Regions from separate parts of the Podarcis muralis genome. Here region 1 is linked to region 2. Evidence: chromatin contacts called from public Hi-C data. All regions are on one chromosome and are shown on one strand. Each heading gives the region's core, a stretch centred on a gene start, on an enhancer-like site or on the middle of the called end of the contact. The rest is flanking DNA. Distances are from core to core; before and after follow the strand shown. Region 1 holds the start of UQCRC2 (ubiquinol-cytochrome c reductase core protein 2). Region 2 holds the start of THUMPD1 (THUMP domain 1 NAT10 acetyltransferase adaptor).

Region 1 (2,700 bases), core at 194-2,693, 340 kb after region 2:
TTTTCTGTCGTTTTGCTTTACTGTACTTCATGAACTTAAGAAAAGCAGGGAATGTATTGTGATGAAGATAAAAATGAAAAAAATAATAAAAACTATTTAAGAAAAGAAAAGCAGGGAATGAATTTTGAAATATACCGGTAAACTGTGTGCAAGAGTGTGCATGAGAAAGAGTGAATCTTCTGTTGACGGGTGACTTGTAGATCATCCTGGGTTTCTTCAGAGCCACTGTCTTATGGTACTCTCAGCCCTTCCAGGACAAGTGCTCTTACCAAGCTTCCCCCCCTCCAAAGAATCCTGGGAACTTTACGTACTGGTCGGCGGTTCAAATCCCCACGATGGAGTTTTTTAGTTTATAACTATTTATTTGAATAAATAGTTATTTGAAGGGATGCAGGTGGCGCTGTCTAAACCACAGAGCATTGGGCTTGCCAGTTAGAAGGTCGGTCGTTCAAATCCCCGCAACAGGGTGAGCTCCCATTGCTCGGTCCCTGCTTCTGCCAACCTAGCAGTTCAAAGGCACGTCAAAGTGCAAATAGATAAATAGGGACTGCTCCGGCAGGAAGGTAAATGGCGTTTCCGTGCGCTACTCTGGTTCGCCAGGAGCGGCTTAGTCATGCTGCCCACATGACCCGGAAGCTGTCTGCGGACAAATGCCGGCTCCCTCGGCCAGTAAAGCGAGATGAGCACCGCAACCCGAGTCGGCCTTTACCTTAAGCGGAGAACACAGTTCCCAGGATTCTTTGGGTGAAGTCATGTGCTATAAATGCGTGGGGTGAACCTCCACTCCTCCTGCAAGGGTCATGATTTAACTTGCTTCCCCCAAACTGCACCCACCTGCCTCACACCTGACATCATAGGTGGGGCACGTACAAGACCTGGCTGCAAAGGCGCTTAAATGTGTGCTCCTGGTTGTTCCTTGACAAGTGGGTGGCAGTTTCTGGATGGTAGTACCGCAAATCACCTTTACAGAGAGAACAAAAGAAATGAATAGAGCGTGCTTTATTTAGAACATGCAGCTTTCGCTCCCGATCCTCGAGAATTAAAGCAATGTAAAGATTTATCAGAATTAAGGATAGATGTCCTTTCTTCTTCAAATGCAAGGGGGGGGGGGAGAGAGAAAATCAAATTTGCGAAACGCTCGTGAGTTACAACTTAGGTGGCTGGAGGGTCAGCCCGCGAGCTAACTGCGCACAGCAGAGTTTTTAGTCCTCAGGTTCTGTTTTCGTCCTTTGCCATCCAGGATTCTACCAACTGCAAATGAGAACCGGACGTGTATGATGATTCTTAGCGGTGAACGATTATCCCCTTGATGGACTGGCCTGCGACGCTCTAGCCGCTTTCCTCTCCTAGTTTCCATGCTGGAACAACGTTCCCCTACCTCTACGGGGCGGGGGCGTTTCCCTAGTCGCAGGCGCTGGGCGCATAGACGCGAGATTATAGAAAGGCTCCGCTTTCTCTATGGTTCGGGCGGCGCGGAAAGAGTGGCAGTGCGGCGTGGACCGGAAGAGCCTTCCGCTTCCTGGGCGGCCATCTTGGATTTCTTCCCCGGGGAGGCTCCGGAGGGCTCTGTGGCGGTCGGAGACCATGAAGCCCATTCCGGCGGCAGCGCGGTGCCTCTCGGTGAGTAGCAGCGCCCTGGAGGCGGCGGCGGTGAAGGGGCGGGAGCCCGGAGCGAGAGAGGCGCCTGGGCCGGTGAAGGCCCGATGGAGGAAGCGCAGCGCCCGCTTCCCGGGAGCGACCTTGACTCGGGCCTTCGACCGGGGAAGGAGGGGAAAGGGAAGGCCGGCGCCTCATCCATCTCCGGGCGCCGCTCCTCCTTCTCAGCAACCGCTTTGGGGAGAGAAGAGGGTGGTGACAGACCCCTCTTCTGCCGGGAGGCTGAAGGTCGCTACAGGAGCCCCGAGGTCGGCCTGTCCCTGGAGCCCCAGCACCATCGGAAGCTGTCAGTCGGCGTTTCCCCTTTAGACGTACGCAGGACAGAATGCTGTTCGCTCCGGCAGGGGGAGAAATGACCGTTGAAAACGAAGGAAAGAAATCACCGCACGGAAACACACACACCCCCAGGCCACAAATTAGTCTCTAGGGAGAACGGCTAAGCTATTCATTTATTTCGTAAAAAAAATTATGCATCGCTTATTGCAAACAACGGCAACACATCCAAGTGCTTTACAAAAAGAGGAAACCAGAAAATTCAGGAGAAATTGCAAGAACAAGAAGCTAAAAGCAGATTAAAATTCACACCAGCGTTTCTGACTAAGCATCAGGGTAGGGTTGTCTAAGGTAAAAAAGTAAAGGATCCCTGGACGGTTAAGTCCAGTCAAAGGCGACTATGGGTTGCCCCGCTCATCTCACTTTTCAGGTCGAAGGAGCCGCCGTTTGTCCACAGACAGGTTTCTGGGTCAGAGCAATAGGAGCTCACCCCATTGTGCAGATTCGAACTGCTGACCTTCTGACCCGCAATTCCAAGAGGCTCGGTGGTCTAAACGATGGTTTTTAGTGAATGTCTGCTTGATATCCATTGACTTGGAACATGGACATTCTTGTTCCTGGCATGTTTACTTTGTGCCAGTTATTTATTTATAACGTAGTACATATATTCTCCAGGGAACTCAAGGAGCCATACATATTTCTCCTCTTACCCAGTTTTATCCTCACAACAATCCTGTGAGGTAGTTTAGGGTGAGAAGCAGTGTTAGGCCC
Region 2 (2,700 bases), core at 127-2,626:
AAGACAGGAAAGAGAGCCTTTTATTTACAAGGCAGGGGTACAGTGTGGTGCCTATGCAATGGTGCGGGGGCTGAGGGTTCAAGGCCGGCTGGGCACTGCAGGGGCCATCGCCTCGGACCCCTTCAGGGAGCGGTAGGGAAGGATGGGTACCCCCCCCCCTGTTCCTTCCGTATCAACTCAAAATGTGAGGAAAGCCTCTTTAGAGCTGGGTACAAGCTTAAATTCTTATACAAATTCGATAGGTCTCTTTTAAAAAAAAAAAAAATCAACACAGCCGTGTTAAAAAAACCAATTAATACCGCTGTGTTAAAACAATTAAACTCGGGTCTCCACAATTTCTAATGGTGTTAAGTAAGGGAAAGTTTCCTCTAGCCATTTTGTCTTTACCACGCAGAGCTGTATGAATTTCTATCATCTTATTTGCCGTTTCTCTTAAACTAAAAAATCCCAAACGTTGCAACCTCTCCTCACGGGGGCGTTGCTTCATTCCCTTGATCCTTTTTGGTCGCCCTTTTCTAAAGCTTCCCCAGCAATATCCGTTTCGAGGGGAGAAGACACAGTACAGCGGTACCTCGGGTTAAGTACTTAATTCGTTCTATTCCAAAAGCAGCTGCACCACAGATTTGCATAAGGATATTACGATTCCGACGGTTCTTCTTTTCCCCCACTTTCCCAAGCGATATCTAATTTTATAGGCTCCAATCGTGCCGCGTCTTGCTCCCCTTTCCTCTAGTCTAAACCCAAAAGTCCTCTCCCTACCTGCTCGGGCCCGTAGAGCTGCTCGCCATACTCGCCCAGCAGGCTGTAGGCTTCGGCCACGCACTTGCGCTCGTTCATGTTGCAGGTGATGAGGATGCCGCACATGCCGGGCTCCAGCTGGCGGGAGCCGCCGGGCCGGGCCCGCTTGGCCGCGTGCACGTACTGCGCTTTGGGCCGCCGCTTGCGAGAGGCAGCCGGCGCAGCTCCTGGCGCGGCAGCGGGCGGCGTCTCCACGGCAGCCATCGCGGGCGTCGGGAAAGGCGAACCGCGGAGGCGGCGTCAACGGCTGGTCCCGCAACGGCGCGCGTGTCGGCCCCCTTTCGATGGCGTCATCGGGACGCGCCGGGGGGCAGCACCATAGAGATAGGAAATAAATATTAGCATATTTAATTGTTATTGTTTTATTTATTTTTCTGCCACGGAGCCGGGTGCGTGGACCTGCGGTTCTGCTAGTGCTGCCGGACTAAGACTCCCCCATCGGCTTGGCCACCAGGGATGATGGGGGTGGTAATCCGACAGCATCGGGCCTACTCCTATCATAGAGGCGCCAAGGGATAGAGAGGCGCCGCTCTGCAGTCATAGAGCTTCGAGGGTCTCCCTTTTACTCTCTGTTTTTGTTAAAGGATAGAGGTGCTAATGGAGCGAAATGCGGGAATCGGTGGCTTTCCATTAGGCTGTGCATTTCCTACCGGAAGTACAGGCCTTAGGCTTTCCCCGTCATCATGGCAACAGGCAAACTCTTCTGCGCCACGCAGTTCCGCGCTGTGCCCCAAAGTAGTTTCCCGCCGGGTCCTAAAACCCGACTGATGCAGCAACTTTGGAAAAGCTGTTACGGAGCTAAAGTCTACACGCGCCCTCCCCCCCCCCCGCTATATTTCTCAGTTATCCGTGTCAGCTTCCAAAAAGCTGCCTAATAAATTTCCCATTTAAACTACCAGCATATGCCATATAAACCTTCCTCAGGAGACAAAACCATGCAATGCCTACTTTGCAGAGACCCAGGCATTCTAATAAAATGGGTGATTTCAGATATATTTATTTCCTTTATTGGATTTCTGGCCTGCCCTTCTAAAAGAGCCCAGGGTAGCAAACCACAAAGTAGCAAAAGGGAAAAAAGGAAACATTTAAAATAAAAAAGTGTATTTTAAAACATGAAAAGTGTGTGAACATAGTCACAATCCTAACTATAGCTAATTCTGTAGTTTCAAGGTTGCCTGGAATGGTGTCTTTCAGCCATCAAATGCTTGGGCAAACCGGGTATGTTTTTTAATCCCTCCTGAACATTAATGATGAGGAAGAGGGACACACCTCACCATGGAGGGTTTTCCTCAAGTGGAGAACCACCACCAAGAAGGCCCTGTTCTGGGTCAGTGCCAACCAAGCTGCCCCCAGCAGCAGCAGCAGCAACAGCAGCAGCAATATCAGTGGGACCACTGAAAGTTATAGATTGTAGGCTTTTGATATCAGGGAACTTCTTTTTAAAAAATCAATATACACTAGTGTTGCTGTACATGGTATAAATAATTGGCCTAGGGTGATGGGTGAGCTGTCAGGGTAACGGTGACCTGCCCTCCTTTTTAAGCTGCTGGCTTAAAAGTCACCAACCACCAGTGGTGTAGCACAGGCTGACGGTGCCCGGGGCGGGCGCATGCACACTGGGGAAGCAGAGGGTGAACGGAGCCTGTAACAGAACTTTGATAAGAGGAGAAGCCGGGAAATCAAGAAGAATGCTGTACTGGTCATGGAAAATACTAAGAAATGAACTAGACTGCCGGCAGTCCTTCTCTGCTTCTCTCGGCGCATTTCCAGTAGAAAGCCAGGCCTTCCCATCACCTGAAGTTAGTATTTGAGAAAACAGAAGAGGAGGCACTGAATCGCTCAGGTCCCCAACCCAATCATAGTGTTTGCTTTATGTTCTGCAGTCTCAGATGCAGAGAAGTC

What was found. A called contact is a pair of places that touch in the nucleus more often than the background predicts.
Region 1: a contact with region 2 is called in a Hi-C map of blood, with 5 times the contacts expected there. The contact joins the promoter of UQCRC2 here to the promoter of THUMPD1 in region 2. A contact is called at or near these places in 2 of 3 Hi-C or Micro-C datasets (blood and tail).

The regions. Positions count from the first base shown.
Region 1 is chr14:42,596,434-42,599,133 of rPodMur119.hap1.1, forward strand. UQCRC2 (ubiquinol-cytochrome c reductase core protein 2) reads left to right here and starts at 1,444. Exons shown (of 14, transcript XM_028705785.2): 1 at 1,444-1,620. The coding sequence starts at 1,459.
Region 2 is chr14:42,256,045-42,258,744 of rPodMur119.hap1.1, forward strand. THUMPD1 (THUMP domain 1 NAT10 acetyltransferase adaptor) reads right to left here and starts at 1,377. Exons shown (of 4, transcript XM_028706147.2): 1 at 760-1,377. The coding sequence starts at 1,002.